Regions from separate parts of the Mus musculus genome. Here region 2 is linked to region 1. A link is a contact called in public Hi-C data. All regions are on one chromosome and are shown on one strand. The core of a region is the stretch at or near the end of the contact, and the rest is flanking DNA. Distances in the headings are between cores, read along the strand shown. Region 1 overlaps Sdk1 (sidekick cell adhesion molecule 1). Region 2 has its middle 50 kb from the start of Gm30998.

Evidence for each region. Hi-C and Micro-C count contacts between places; a contact is called where the count stands out from the background.
Region 2: a Hi-C map of cerebral cortex shows a contact between it and region 1, with 3 times the contacts expected there. The contact joins two enhancer-like sites. A contact is called at or near these places in 1 of 39 promoter capture datasets (embryonic stem cells), 1 of 15 datasets of contacts at CTCF or cohesin (embryonic stem cells), 29 of 484 Hi-C or Micro-C datasets (the HL-1 cell line, cerebellum, cerebral cortex and 6 more) and 1 of 9 other capture datasets (embryonic stem cells).

The regions. Positions count from the first base shown.
Region 1 is chr5:142,071,234-142,078,621 of GRCm38.p6, reverse strand. All of the region lies in intron 22 of Sdk1 (sidekick cell adhesion molecule 1), which reads right to left. Among named protein-coding and RNA genes, the nearest start is that of Gm52792, 60 kb to the left of the region's middle. Within about 2 kb of position 3,656, at least 34 of the 459 cell types and tissues checked have an H3K27ac peak or open chromatin away from gene starts, as enhancers often do. A contact at or near this core is called in cerebral cortex, where this site is marked.
Region 2 is chr5:142,309,279-142,316,666 of GRCm38.p6, reverse strand. No RefSeq gene overlaps it. Among named protein-coding and RNA genes, the nearest start is that of Gm30998, 50 kb to the left of the region's middle. Within about 2 kb of position 2,551, at least 30 of the 459 cell types and tissues checked have an H3K27ac peak or open chromatin away from gene starts, as enhancers often do. A contact at or near this core is called in cerebral cortex, where this site is marked.

The sequences.
Region 1 (7,388 bases), core at 2,407-4,906:
TCGGAATCTACAACCTTAGGAATTGTCCTCTTTAAAATGGCGAAATTAGTGTTCTGTGAATCTCACCTCAAGTTTTAGCACTTAAAATGGGATGCTGGCCAGAAACACCCGGTAGAGAAAGAGCCAGAGGTCAGAGTGGCTAATGAGCAGCTGGGATTCTGCGAGTGAACAAGGCAGCTGAAACGGGGCAATAAAGAGAGAGAGATGGCCACTTGCAAGGCTGCAACAGGAGAGTGCTCACATCCCCCTTGAATCTTGATAGCTCTGGAGGTCTAGCCTCTGCTCCTGCCACCTGAGCTCTGCAGAGAGGGCCACCACTATATCTTTTATTTCACTGGTCTTCTGTGGCTAAGTGAAGAAGCAGAGGATGTTCACAGAGTTTAATTGATCCTCCGAGTCTCCACAGCCTGACTGAATGCTTTCCCTGCCTGTCTCTGCTCTCCAGGCCCAGCTTCACAAACCCTCCTTGAATGAAGGCTAGTCCTAGGTATCCTCTACGGCCTCCTCAGCCTCCATGCCCAGCACGTTTGACTCTGTCTGTCTTCCATCTTGGCTCAAGGTGGTTCTAGGTGCTTCTCTGACCCTGGAGATGGCCCCAGTAAGGACCTGGTCAGGTGTCACCTGCCATGTATGCTGCCACAGGGGCTGCATGGATCAGGGTGGTGGCTCTAGAACTCAGGGCCATCCTGTCATGTGACCAAATGGATTGGAAGAGAAGTGGCAACCCTTTGAGCTTCAACTCAGAGGAGAGGATGAGGCAAGGCTGGCCATTGAAAGGCAGCAAGACTGGGAGATAGGCAGCTCAAGTGAGCTATTGTCATTGAGCACAGGAGCCTGTTACTCCATCAACAAAGATCAAGCTTCATGCTATCAGGGCCAAAGCCAGCAGGACAGGACCATGGGTCCCTACGTATTTCTCCCCTGAGTCTGCCAGTGTTGTGAGAAGAAGATGAAGGTCTTTCATTTGCAGTTCCCCCACATTGCTGTTGCCCCATAGCTGGTGTGTGCACTACACACTATGGAGGGATGTCTGGTTTGCTATTGGTCTTCCATTCTGCTGAGTTCAACCTAGGATTTCAGGGCTCTAAGCAAGTCAACTGGGACAATGGACTATGACTGAGGTGTGAGCCATGGTCACACATCCCTGACCTTTCCCTCCCCTTTCTGCATGTCTCTGAGTTGGAGGTGGGACAGGTGACTGCCAGGACCAGTGGGTACTATCTCACTGTCTGGCTCTGCCTACCATGTTCCCCAAATCTCTGCTTGTTGTTACCTGAAGTCACCACATAACCTCAGGCACCTCTGTCCATGAAAGTTCTCCAATATGGTTCAAACACGTCTGCTCCTCCTCCTGCCTTCTCTAGGCAACTGTCAGTCCCTTCTAGAAGCTTCCTTAATTGCCTCTACTTTCTTGCTCCTACTTCTGGAAGCCTCCATGAGCACCTGCTCTCTGCTTTACTGCTTCTGGAAGCCTCTAAAGATGGCTACCCCCTGCTCTCTGGTTCCCTCTTCTGAAAACATCCACGAACAGCAGCTGCTGCTCTCCCTCTCTGCACGGGCAGATGTCCCCATCCTGCAACCTCAGGCTATCTCCCACCCACCTCTGTCAGGTTCGGGTCATATTCTTCAACGTAACTCATACAAATACAGTGTGTGTCAAAGACTCATTTGGCTTGTCAAAGAGGGACCCAGCAGGACAGTAAAATGGCTTTAGAGGAGAATATGACTCAAAGTCTGTAGCATCAGCAGGAGGAAGAATTTCCAGGCTGGAGAGATGCCTCAGTTAGTAAAGTACGTGCCATGTAGGTGTGAGGACTTTGGTTCGATCCCTGGGAACTCACATAAAAGAGCCAGAGGCTTGGGATGGCATGTGCCTGTAACCCAGTGCTAGGGAGGGGGAGACAAGAGGATCCTTGCTGTCTAGCCAGCTTGGTTCTAATTGGTGAGCACCAGGTTCAGTGAGAGACCCTGTCTCAACAAATAAGGTGGAGAGTTGACCTCTGGCCTCAATGTGCATACTCATGCAAACACCCACAAACAAGAACACACACACATAATGAAGCGAGAAAGAAGATACTGATGTTGGAAAGAAAGCTGGCTACAAGAGCAGCAAAACCTTAACCTGTAGCTTAGCAACTTTATGCATTAGTATCTGACATGACAGCTTCTGGCCAATCAACACTCAGGAAATCAGATTTCTATAATGCTTGGCAGCCAGCAAACAGCCTATCAAACAAGGCTCCACTCAATACTCGGTACACTTGAGCTCATAGGACAAATCTGGCCCGCCCCTCTCTCTCTCTCTCTCTCTCTCTCTCTCTCTCTCTCTCTTTCTTTTTGTTGTTGTTATTGTTGTTGATAAAGCTTTATTGGCACACAAGCATGCTCCTTAGTTTGTATGTTGCTAATGACTGTGACTTCATGGCAGAGATGCACACATACAACAGAGATCATGTGGTCAGGAAAAGATTTACTATTCAGCCCCTTAATGGCAAAGCATCCACCTGCTTGAGTGTGGCTCCCAGAGCCACAGGGCAAACTTTGTAGCAGTCCTGCCTGACTGTTATTCCACTCACACTTAGGTATTAGCTCCCACTCTCCCCTGTGCCCAGGGGTCCAGTGTAAAACTTGGCATTCAGTCGTGTATATCTAACATGCAATTGATCATATGAATTATTTTTAAAAACCAGGACAACATATGGGGCCGCTGGCATGGGATGCCAAAGATTCATTCTTGCCTAAACCACTGGCTTTTCTTGTAGAACCTGGCAAAGAGTCTTACATTCCTATAACTGAAAGTTTTATGTCTTTATCTAAGGAGACCAGGACTCTTTAATCCTTGCCTGGCTCCTCTGACTCAGTGAACTTCCAGGCCTTCACATTAGAGTGTTCTGGAAGTAAGTGACTTGCTACTACCAGCACACTGGACACAGAGTGAGTCAGGACTCTAATGATAAAACAAATTGAAGCTCCCACAGGGAAGATGGGATTTAGAAAGGCCTTCTCCCCTTTATTCTCTGAAAGCCGACAAACAGTACTTTACAATGCTTATTATAGAAGCTGAAATGCCTGTGTTTCAAACGCCACTCGGCAGGGGCAGGTCCTTCACAGCATTAAGGACTGCATAATCCCTCTGAGGAGGTGGCAGGCTCCTTCAGGAGGGCCAATGGCTTGCCTGCCACCACGTCTAGTCTGCATTTGGCACCAGCTGGCCGGGAAGCGGGACCTATTTGGACATGTGTGTTCATTTAACAAGCAGAAGTCTCAGAGCCTGCCACCCCTGCCAAGCAGTTTCTACACAGCTCCAGTTTTGAGCATGAGACAAGTCTCTTGGTTCAGCTGGGCCTCTGAGAAGCTTTGGGGAAATCAGGTGGCCTACGCAGGATACTGAATGTCCCTGCTAGAGGAACCTGGTGTCTGCTCAGCACCCTACACTCTAAGGACTTCAGTCATTAACTCCATGTCAAGGGTGTCACACAGATGGAGAGGAGGGTACATGGAGGAAGGACTGACAAGGAAGCAGCTGTCCTTTCATTCGGAGCCCAGCAGAAGGGGAGACATCTCAGAACTATGTGGAAACCTGCCAGCCCCACACACCCTGCCTGGCTGAAACTCTGCCGTCAGCAGGAAAACTTGCAACTTCGCAGATACTCAGACCCCGTGGTTTCGGAGTGGTGTCCCTGTGCCTGAGCCAAATGAAGCTTCCCCAAACGAGGGGTGCTGGAGGGCATGGCGGCAGAGGGACAGATGGGGTTTGCATTTCTGGCAAAGGTACAACCCAACCAGGAAGAAACTAGAGGCTTGGGGAGGCCCAAAGGCCAGTTCCCAGAGCAGATCCGGAACTCTTGCAAGCTAATGAGTTGTTAAGGGGATTCTCCTTAGCCCTTGATTGATCTCCGCTGGCAAGGAGGCTGCATGCTTTGAGAAGGGCAGGATTTGTGGAGCTCTTTTCTCAAGGAGGCTGCCTTTCTTCCTGCTTAGTATAGTTTTAGTTTCCACTTGTTTCTTGCTTTACTGTTAAATTCTCTCTCTCTCTCTCTCTCTCTTTCTCTCTCTCTCTCTCTCTCTCTGTGTGTGTTTGTGTTCACGACCGTGTGTGTGTGTGAATGCCCACATACACATATGTGGTTGTGCATGTGTGAGAGGCCATCGGTCAGCCTTGCTGTCCCTCCTGAGGCAGCTGCCTCACCTTCTTTCCTTGCTTGCTTTTTCTTTCCTTTACTGTAGATTTACTTATTTTATGTGTTTCAGTGTTTTGCCTGCATGTATGTACGCATACTGCTTGTGTCCCTGGTTCCTGTGGCAATCAGAGGAGAACACTGGATCCCTTGCCACTGGAGTTCCAGATAACTGTGAGCTGTTATGTGAGTGCTGGGAACCGAAACTGGGTCCTCTGCAGCAGCAACTAGTATTCTTAACTGCTGACCCATCTTTCCAAGCCCACTCCACCTTGGTTTTAGACACAGAGTCTGTCACTGAACCCAGAGTCTACTGAATGTACCATGCCAGGGCGCCCCCTGTAGCATGCACCACCACACCTGATCTTTACACGAGTTTGGAACTGAGCTTGGGTTCTTACTGAGCTGTCTCCCCAGCCTAATGTTCTTATCCTGTGAGTGGGAAATAGCTGTCTGCATTTCCTTCTGGATTCTTCTGGTCCTAATCTGTGAGCTGGGGCTTCTCAGCCACTGGCTCTCTTGGCCTCCCTCTGGCTTTTCAAGCCCCACCCCAACCCCCATCCCCCAGGACTCCCAAATGGCCAAGTCCTTGGTGACAGAGCTTCCCTTGTGGACTCGGCTAGCCCATCGTAAGGCTCCCACATAAGAGGCTGCCTGCCTTTACTTGGAGTATGCTGATGATGGTCTGGCTCAATGAATTTAAAAGAGAACGCCTCTATTCTGGCCTTGGCTACCCAGGTTCCAGGCTAGCAGCCTCTGCTGAGTCTGAGATGCTTCAGGCTGCTGTAACACACACCACAGAAACCATCACTTCCCAATTGTGGAGACTGCAAGCGCAGGACTGGCATGTGATGGTGACAGCCTACTTATGATTGGAACCCTCACATGGTATTAAGAGGTTGGGAACTCTCTGATGTACTATTTTTCATTTTAAATGCAATGTAGGGAATGGAAGCCAGAGCCTCATGTATGCTAGGAGGTACTTCAATGTATGCCATTGAACCCTGGGCCCAAACTGAGGGATTCTAAGCAAGTGTTCTACTAATGACTAATACTCCTAACCCCTCACTGGGGGATTCTAGGCAGGGGCTCTACCACTGAGCCACACTTTAGCCCCCTACTGGGGGATTCTAGGCAGGTGCTCTATGCTCATGACTTATCCCAGTCTGTTTAATAAAGGTATTAACGTCATACAAGGGGGTTCCACACTCATGTCACAATTACCTTCCAAAGGCCCCACTCTTAATATGATCCCTTGGGGGGAGCTCACTATATCCATTGGAATAAACCAGCCTTAGATCTAGAGCACCTGTCTCCTATCCCCTCTAAGACAGTACATCCAGTCACCATTCTTTATAGTGTCCCCTCTGAGATAGCCTCCCACTCCTCTCTTCTCTCCCCTTAGGGGTGCAGCTCTCCCTAAGAGCCCCCTGTCCAGGAAGAGACTTCTCTCAGCCTTCTCTACACAGAACACTTTCTGGGCTTCTGACCCTGGTGACCCTCACCCTGGTGACTCTGAACCCGGTGAAGCTCATCCTGGTGATACTGACTTTGGTCCCACAGCTGAGGTTCATATACCCATTGACCTCTGTTTCCAGAAATGGTATTTGTAATGGTAAGTGTGTAGTATATATGTGGTATGTGCACATGTGATGTGTGTGCACGCTGTATGTATCTTTGATATGTATGCGTGTGTGTGTGTAAGTATAAATGTGATATGTATAATATGTGTATGTGAAGCACATATGTGATATGTATGTGTGTGTGAGATGTATATATGTGGTATATACATGTATATGGAAAATATGTATATGTGTATGAGAAGCATATATGTGATATATGTGTATGGGAAGTATATATGTGGTATGATTATGTGTGGTATGTGTAGTATGTGTATGTATATTCTATGGGTGGTGTGTGTATGTGTGTGTATGAGTGGAGTGTATATGTCATGTATGTTTGTTGCATGTATATACATGTAGGTATTTGTGGATGTGTGTATGCACACGTTCACATAGATGTGGAGGCCAGAGGTCTCATCTATCAGTCTCCCCCTTAATTTTTGATGTCTCCTCTCTACCTGAGCCTGGAGCTGGCTGATTCTGCTAGACTGGGCCAACAAGGCCTTGAGATCTCTTGCTCCTCCCTGTCTAGTGATGAGACTACAGGTATGTGCTTCCCAGCCTGGCTTTATCATGGGTGCTGGGGATCCTCAGGCTTCTGTAGCAGGCCCTTCACTGACTGAGCCTCAAGTCCCTGCAACAGAACTAAAAGGATCTGACAGACTAATAAGTAGGGAGGCCGAGTCCAAGCTCCTCACGCCTTACAGATTTCCTGTGGTGGTCAAGGAGCATGACGAGAAGTCATTGTATGGCTATCATCAGGGCCAATCACACAAACAACAAATGTGGAAATATCCAAGTGCCTTACATTGTTACCTGTCACCATGGAACCCAACTGCGTAGGGGGAAGTGCCATGGCCGAGCAAAGGATGACATTGTCTCTGTGGATTTATGCAGATCACTGTGTTATTGCTGAAGGGCCCATTAGAGCTACTGATGGCTTTCCTCTGTACACACGCCAGACAGCTGGAAAATAATGTCACTCTTCCTATTAGGAAAAGGGAATTCAACGATGGTGGGGTTTACTACATCGGCAAGGCTAACAGATGCTCCTCCAGGGTCCACGTCATCCACAGCAGGGAAGGACAGGAGGTGACCCGGGTGGGGTCAGACATGCTATCTTATAGAGGTTGAAGTGGGGCTGAGAGGATGTGGCCTGTGAAATCTGCCACTTTGCAAGGTGACAGTAAGCCAAAGAGATGTAAGAGGCGCTTTAAGGGAGGAGTTCTCCATCAGCTGGGCTGCTCTGACCCAGGTGGCATTTGTGGCATGGTCCATCTGCTGGCTCAACAGGAGCTCCCTGGCTTCTGCTTGTGCATATTGGGCCCTGTCTCAGTGTGAGGTCACAGCCAAGACTTGGTTGGTAAGGATCCTGGTCCCACCCGGCTAACATCACCACACAGACAAGGACAATAACCACATGACAGAAATACAGAAGGGTGCTGGTGAAGTGGATTGGTGGGTAAAGTGCCTACTGTGTAAGTGTGAACACCCGAGTTCAGATCCCCCAAACCCTCGTAAAGCTGGCCAGGGCAGAACGCACCTGTAATCTCAGTGCTAAAGTGAGGAGATGGGACAGTGAGACATT
Region 2 (7,388 bases), core at 1,302-3,801, 240 kb before region 1:
CAGTCACTAATGTGCTTGCCATGGAAGTGTGAGGACCTGGAGTTCAGTGTCCAGTAACCAGGTATGATGGTCTGCCCTTGTAATCCCAGAAATGCGGGCGGGGGGGTGGGGGGCAAGGAGGCGGAGGCGGAGGCGGAGGCGGAGGCGGAGGCGGAGGCGGAGGCGGAGGCGGAGGCGGAGGCGGAGGGATCCCTAGGCTAGGAGGCTCTGCCAGTTTAACCTCGCTGACAAACTCCAGCATGCACCGCTATGCCCTGGCTTTTATATGGGTTCTGGGGACTGAACTCAGGTCCTCATGCTTGTGCAGCTAAAACTTTACCGAATGGCCAGGTCTCCAGAGCCAGAGGCTGCCTCTTGTGCTGACCACGCAGTCTGGTCAACTGGGTGGCAAAGGTGGCAGGCTGGGTTCTCACACAACCCCCCACCCCAGCCAGGCCAAAGGAAGAGATCCTGGCCCTGGCAGAGGGTACTCAGTGGGCTGCTAAGTACTGGCTATTGTTCAGCTGGCAGGTGTGAAGTCTGACTGGGATTATGTCTCTCTTGTGGTCTCTGCCATGTCTTCTTCAAGCGTTGCTTATCCTTCATGACCGTCTGTCTTGACCCAGACACTTTCGTGTCTGCCGAGGTCATGTGACCCTCTGCATGGGCTGTAGAACTGAGAGGAGACTCAAGATTGCACTGCTCAACTGGTGATGAGTGAGAGCTAAGGTCAGTATTGCATTTAGCCATGAAAAAAGATGGCAGGAGCCTGGTCTCTTTAGATGCTGGGAAGGACTTGTGAATGGGTGAACACTGAGTTGAAGAAGTGTTTAGGGTTCTCTAGAGGAATAGACCCGGCAGAGTGATTTTACATTAAAAGAGGGATTTGCTAGTTGGCTTACACAACAGAGGCTGGGTAGCCCATCCCTGGCTGGCTGTATGCTGAAGAAATGGAGAACAAAAACACTCACTCTGTGAGTCTGCTGCTGCCGGCCTGGATGATTCCTGGTGAGCTGCTGGGCTTCAGTCCATGTTAGAAAGTGGAAGATGCCCGGTTCCGATGTTGGGTGTAGGGTGGCGGCACAGCCATGGTGGCAACAGGATAGATGCACTCACGAGCCAGAAGATGAGACAGGCAAGTGAGCAGCTGTCTTCCCTGCAGACCCTGGGCGGTGCCACCCATTTACCCCACCCCCAAGTCAATCTTTCCTGCTAACATCCTCAAAGACCCATCCAGGGTGTGTGTCTTAGCTGATTCCAGATCCAATTAAGTTGACAGTCAAAATCTAAAACTTCCTCGGTATCTGCCTCGGCTTCTGTTACCTCTGCCACAACCCGTAGAACTTCAGGCAAAAGAGAATAGTAGGCTTGGGAATTGTGTAATGGTTCAGTGGGAAAAGGCACTTGTCGCCAAGCCTCAGGACATGAGGGGTTCTAGAAAGAGAAAACTCATGACACAAAATAAGTAAGTGTGACAGAAGGAGAATAGGCTCATCTGGCAGTCAGACAAACAAATGACATGGAGACAGACAGACAGATAGAAACACACACACACAAACAGAGAGAGAGAGAGACAGACAGACAGATACACACACACAAAGAGAGAGAGAGAGCGAGTAAAAGTGATAACATTGATGGATGACATTTGAGCAAACATTGTATTTGATTAGAGAAATAAATTAGTGTGCTGGTGGTGTATGTGTGTAATCCAGGTGCTCACTCAGGAGGCTGAGGGAGGAGGGTCATAAGGCTGAAGTCAGCCTGCCTGGGCTGGACTCTGAGCTCAGGTTAACCTGAGTGATGTATCAAATCCTGTTTCTAAAAAATTGAGTAATCTAGTGGCTGAGGCCTTTGGACCAATCCAGGGTTTGTTACTTCGTTTGTTTTGAGACAAAATCTTATGTAGGCCAGGCTGGCCTTGAGCTTGCCTTGTAGCTGAAGAAGGCAGCCAGCATTCTGCTCTGACCTCCGTGCGTGTGTATACTTACACACTCACATGTGTGCCACACACATAGCTGGGCAGGGTGGTTCACACCTGTAATTCCAGCCCTCAGGAGGCAGAGGCAGGAGGATTATGAACTCGAGGCTTGCCTGGACAATATAGCAAGACTCTGTCTCTAGACAGACAAATGGATATAAAGCATCAAAGATGTAGAGTCTAAAAGTGATTTTGGCATGTTTGTGAGGAGGGGTGGGGCCACGTTTAGTTTGGGCTACTGCTCATTTGTTACCTCTGTATACCTGCCCTTACTGCTGCTGATCCCACGGAAGTGTGGAGCCCCTGCGCCCTCACGCCTGTTACCCTAAAACTGCCCCTCCACCAGGGATATTCAGTGAAGCTGACTCACAAAAGCCCACAGGAGGAAGTCAGGGAGAAATCACTCTGAAATTCAGGAAGCAAGGCGGGAGTTTACTTTTTTGCAGCGGTATGAATTGCCGGAGATTTCCCAGGCCCTTTCAGCTGTCTTGTCTCTGAAGAATTCTATTTTGGTGCTGGCTGAGTATCCATCCACCCAGCTCTTCGGAACACACTGTGAATGGAAGCGATGCCAGCTACCGAGGGCTGAGTCACCCCTCAGCAGCTGCTGGTGACCACACTGATGGCTCTCAAGGTCTTTCTGTTGTTTGTGACTCGAGTCTGAAGCATCCTCCCACAGGCTCCTAGTGCCTCCTATGACCTCCTGGGTTTGAACACTTGGTCCTCAGCTGCCGGGGGTGTCTTTGAAGTGTCCTGTGATTCACTGATCACACCTTTGGACAAGTCTGTGAGGACATTTCTGGATAGAGTTAGCTGAGGCGTGTGGGCTGCGCTGCATCGAATCCCAGGTCGAATACAAAGGAAAACCTCAGAGGGGAGGAGAAAGCAGGCTGAGCACCAGCACTCCCCATTTCCCTCTCTCCTGGATGTGGACACTGTGTGACCAGATGCCTCGTGACCATGGTGGGTGCTTTGCCCACCAAGATAGACTCTAGCCTGTCAACCATGAGCTAAAATAAACCCTCTGTCCTTGTGTTACTTTTGTCATAGCGACAAGAAAGGCTGCTAATGTAGGGCTGAAGAGGCCCATTTGAACTCAGGATTTGTTTTATTCTTAGTTATATGCACATTTGAGAACCCCCATGTGTGTGTGTGTGTGTGTGTGTGTGTATGCATGTGTGCATGTGTGTATGTGTGTGTGCATTTGTGTATGGTATGTGTAGTGTATATGTGTGTATGTGTGTGCGCATGTATGTATGTGTTTGATCATGTATGCACATGTGGAGGACAGAGGTGTCTTCCTCAATCACTCCTTTTTTTTAAAAAAAAAAAAAGATTTATTTTATGTATATGAGCACACTATCGCTGTTTTCAGACACACCAGAAGAGGGCATCGGATCTCATTACAGATGGTTGTGAGCCACCATGTGGTTGCTGGGAATTGAACTCAGGACCTCTGGAAGAACAGCCATCTCTCCAGCCCCAATCACTCCTTTTTTGAGATGGGGTATTAGAGCCTGAGAAGGTGGGAATAAATCACCATGAAAACCAAGTCTGAGACAACAAAAGTTTCTTTATTCAAAGTCTTGTATATCAGGGAGATGGCTGGGTTCAGGATTCAAACTCTGTCAGCAGGGCAGGACAGAGTAACCTTTTAAAGCAAGCAAGCAAGCAAGCAAGCAAACAAGCAAGCAAACAAAAACCCCCAAACAAAAACAAACAAACAGGAGGGGTAAGAGGTAAGGGCTGAACATTTCCATCTGTCTTTCACACCGGGCATTTAGAGTGTGTTAATACTTGTCAAATACCTCAGATGGCTTTTCTGACAACCGAGTCTGGATAGAGATCAGTCAGTCAGAGCCACTTTAGCAGCTGCTAGGTTTCAGTCCTGACTGGGTGCTGACCAACTAAGCCTAGGCTAAGTTCATGTGGGAAACCTGGGGCTAGGAGCCGTTTCTGGGAATTTGGTTGTTTCTTAGAATTCAGCCTAATACGAGGTGGAGACTCCATACAAGACGGGGTTGCCGAGGCTACCTATGTGTGTGGCCTCTGACAAGGGTTTCTCACTGGTCCTGGAGTTAGATGATTAGGTGAGCCTGGCTAGCTTGGTCCCTGGAGTCTACCCATCTTCCCTGCCCTGTGTTGGGATTAGAAGCATGTGCTGTGGTACCTGGATTAGAAGCATGCGATGTTGTGCCTGGATTTTTCCATGGGCACCAAGGCCTTGATCTTAGGTCCTCATGCTTGTGCCGTGACCACTTTATCTACTGAACCATATTCATCACTCCATCTGATGTTGTTTCCGCGTCCTGGCCAAGATATAACAAGTTATACTCACACCAACTGGAAGAGAAGAGCTAAGCCAACAGATGTCTCATTGGTATCCATTTTCTCAAAGAACACAGTTGCCACCCTAGACAGTTTTAAACACTCCACCCCTACCTACACTGGCAGCATGACTGGTTCCTGATGGGGACACTATTTTGGGAGTTTCCAGAAATGTTTGGAAGTTGAGTCTAGCTGGAAGTAGTAGTTCCTGGTGAGGAGGTGGCTTGAGGTGTGTCCTGGGAGGCATCTTGTTCTGGGACACTTCTTTTTCTCTCTTCTTGTCTGTTGTCAAGTTAAGAACCATGCCCACCACACACCCCAGCCATCATGACATTCTGCCCAGTACCCAGAGCCACACAACTGAAAAGTCTCTGATACAGGTCTCGGGGGGGGGGGTCACTGAGGTGGATTGTTAGGGACAGAGAGTTGGTTAGAAGAGCTGCTAAAACCATGGACAGACAGTTGATGTGCTGTGGCATCTGTGAGAGGAGAGAGTGGCTGCAGGTTCTGAGGTCTGGGCAGCAGCTGGGTTCTAACAGTCTTATAGTGACCATGTACCAAGCCCCAGAAACCATGAGCCAAAATGAATAATTTGAGTCGTTCCTCCAGGTACTTTGGATGCAGCTGTAGATACACTGTATGGATACACTGAATTTATTTTTCCCTTCAGGGAGAGAGAAAGATGGAGATATGTCTTGAAGAAGTTCTTAATAGGATGTCTCATCAGAAATTCCACAGCTTGCACCCTGGGGTGAAGCACAGGTACCCAGTGTGCTATTCTTTGTGACAACACAAAGGGAAATTTCATTTCTTTTGTAATGCCTTCACATGAAGGTACTAGGGTGCCTCAAACATTTGGATGTTGCCTAGGAAACACCCAAAGAGGCACTCTGACTTCACCAGCTCTTAGTGGCAGGGAAGATCTCTAACTTTGGAGGTCACACAGTTGGGGTGGCACATGCCTGAGCTACCTGTTTTGTTAGAGGCACTGTTTCTCTTCTGTGTGGGTCTCAACTGTGTGGGTTATGGTAACAGTTTCCTAGGTTACGTTTCAGAGACCCGAGGCCGGCTTTTATTGACAGCTTTAACCCTTTACTCCGCTCTGCAGATGCCCAGTGGGTGATGGGAACAGGCTGTGAAGGTTGGGCATCTCTCTTTCCTTCTTGGTACTCCAGCCTACTTGTCAGGCCCTGCCTGTCTCTGCATACGGCGCTCATTCAAGAAATGCCTTGCTCAGAGCTGTATTACAGGATGGACTTGACCTACTTTCATACTCTCTTTTCCTTTCCAAGGGTAAAGTCATGTAGGACCTGCCATGACCAAAGCCACAACACACACACACACACACACACACACACACACACACACGCCCGCGCTTGTGTGAGCGCCCACAAAGACATAAGGAGTTAGTACACATGGCATGGGGCATGTCTTAATTAGGGTTACTATTGCTGTGAAGAGACACTGTAGCCATCGCAACTCTTATAAAGGAAGATATTTAATTGGGGCTGGCTTACAGTTTAGAGGTTTAGTCCATTATCATCATGGCAGGAAGCATGGCAGCCTGCAGTCAGACATGGTGCTGGAGAAGGAGCTGAGAGTTCTACATCTGGATCTGCAGGCAGCAGAAAGAGAGAGAGTGACACACTGCACCTGGCTTGCACATCTGAAACCTCAAAACCCCTACCCAGTGACACACTTCCTCCAACAAGGCCATACCTCCTAATAGTGACTCCCTATGTCTATGAGAATGCATATTTTTATTCAAACCACCACAGGAGAGATATTTGAAATGTGTTATGTACTTAATTTTTTTTTTCATAACAGCTTCCTCAGAATAGCTTCTGACTGTGAAACCTGGATCTCCATAGTGAGCCCATGTAATAAGACTTGAAGCTCGTATCATGGGAGTAGATGGCAGAGGGTGACAGAACTGATTCCCAGATGAGCCCAGGAAGCACATGATAAGTGTATGTGCACATGTATGTACAGGTACATGTATGCATGTATGTGTATGAAGGCCAGAGGTCAGTGTCAAGTGGCTTCCCAGATCGTCTTCCACCTTACTTTTTGATACAGGATCTCTTACTGAACCTTGGGCTTACTGGTTTAGCTAGGCTGGATACAGCCCTGGGATTACAAGTATATGCCACAATGCCTGGATTTTCTACATGGTCTGAGGGTCAAATTCAGGTACTCAGGCTTGCATGGTGTCCCAGTTTTGATTTTGTTACTATAATAAAATACGAGGGTGAAAAGAAAATTAGGGTTTATTTTAGCCCACAAGTCTAAGGTCTACCCCTGAGGGAGGGGCACGGTGGCAGGAGCCCGTGACAGCTGGTCATGTCACAGGCACAGTCAAGAGCAGTGAGTGATTGTGCATGCTTCTTGCTGGCTTGCTTGTGCTCAGCTCAATGTTTCCTCACTTAAACAGTTCAGGATTCCTTGCCTAGGGAATTGTGTCACCCATAGTGGGTTGGGTCTTCCTACCTTTAATTAAGATAACTCCCCATATACATACACACAGGCCAGCCTGATGCAGACACGCCTCGATTGAGACTTTATTCCTAGACTATTCTAGGTTGTGTTGAAGATTAAAGTTAACCATTGCACATGGCACGTGCTATACTGACTTGGCCATCTCCTCAGCCCTGTCTGCTATTTTTTTTTTTTTTTTTACAACTGAGATTTGTGGTTTGTAATGCAGCAATAGATGTCAGATATAAATGAATGGGGCTACTCAAAATGTAAAATAAGGCTTTATTACCTTCTGAAGTTTTCCTAGACAGACCCAGCTACTAAGTCAGAGACCACAAGTCCATGCAAGGCTTTTCAAATAACACGTGTAAGTATTGCCTCTCTCATCATGACTTGTGGGATAAGGATATCATTTGAAGACTTGCCCATTCGCTAGCATTAGGACGAGAAACAACCCTTTGGCAAGATTTCAAAACTGAAGGAGTCTTGGGAGGCAGAATCATTTATAATAAAACACAGTGACTTGGAGCCTTGAGTTTTCAGTTATTAAGATTGTAGAGCCAAAGCTCAGCCATGCAATTTAGTTCTTAGCCATGTTCGATAATCTCGCCTCCGAGTCCAACAT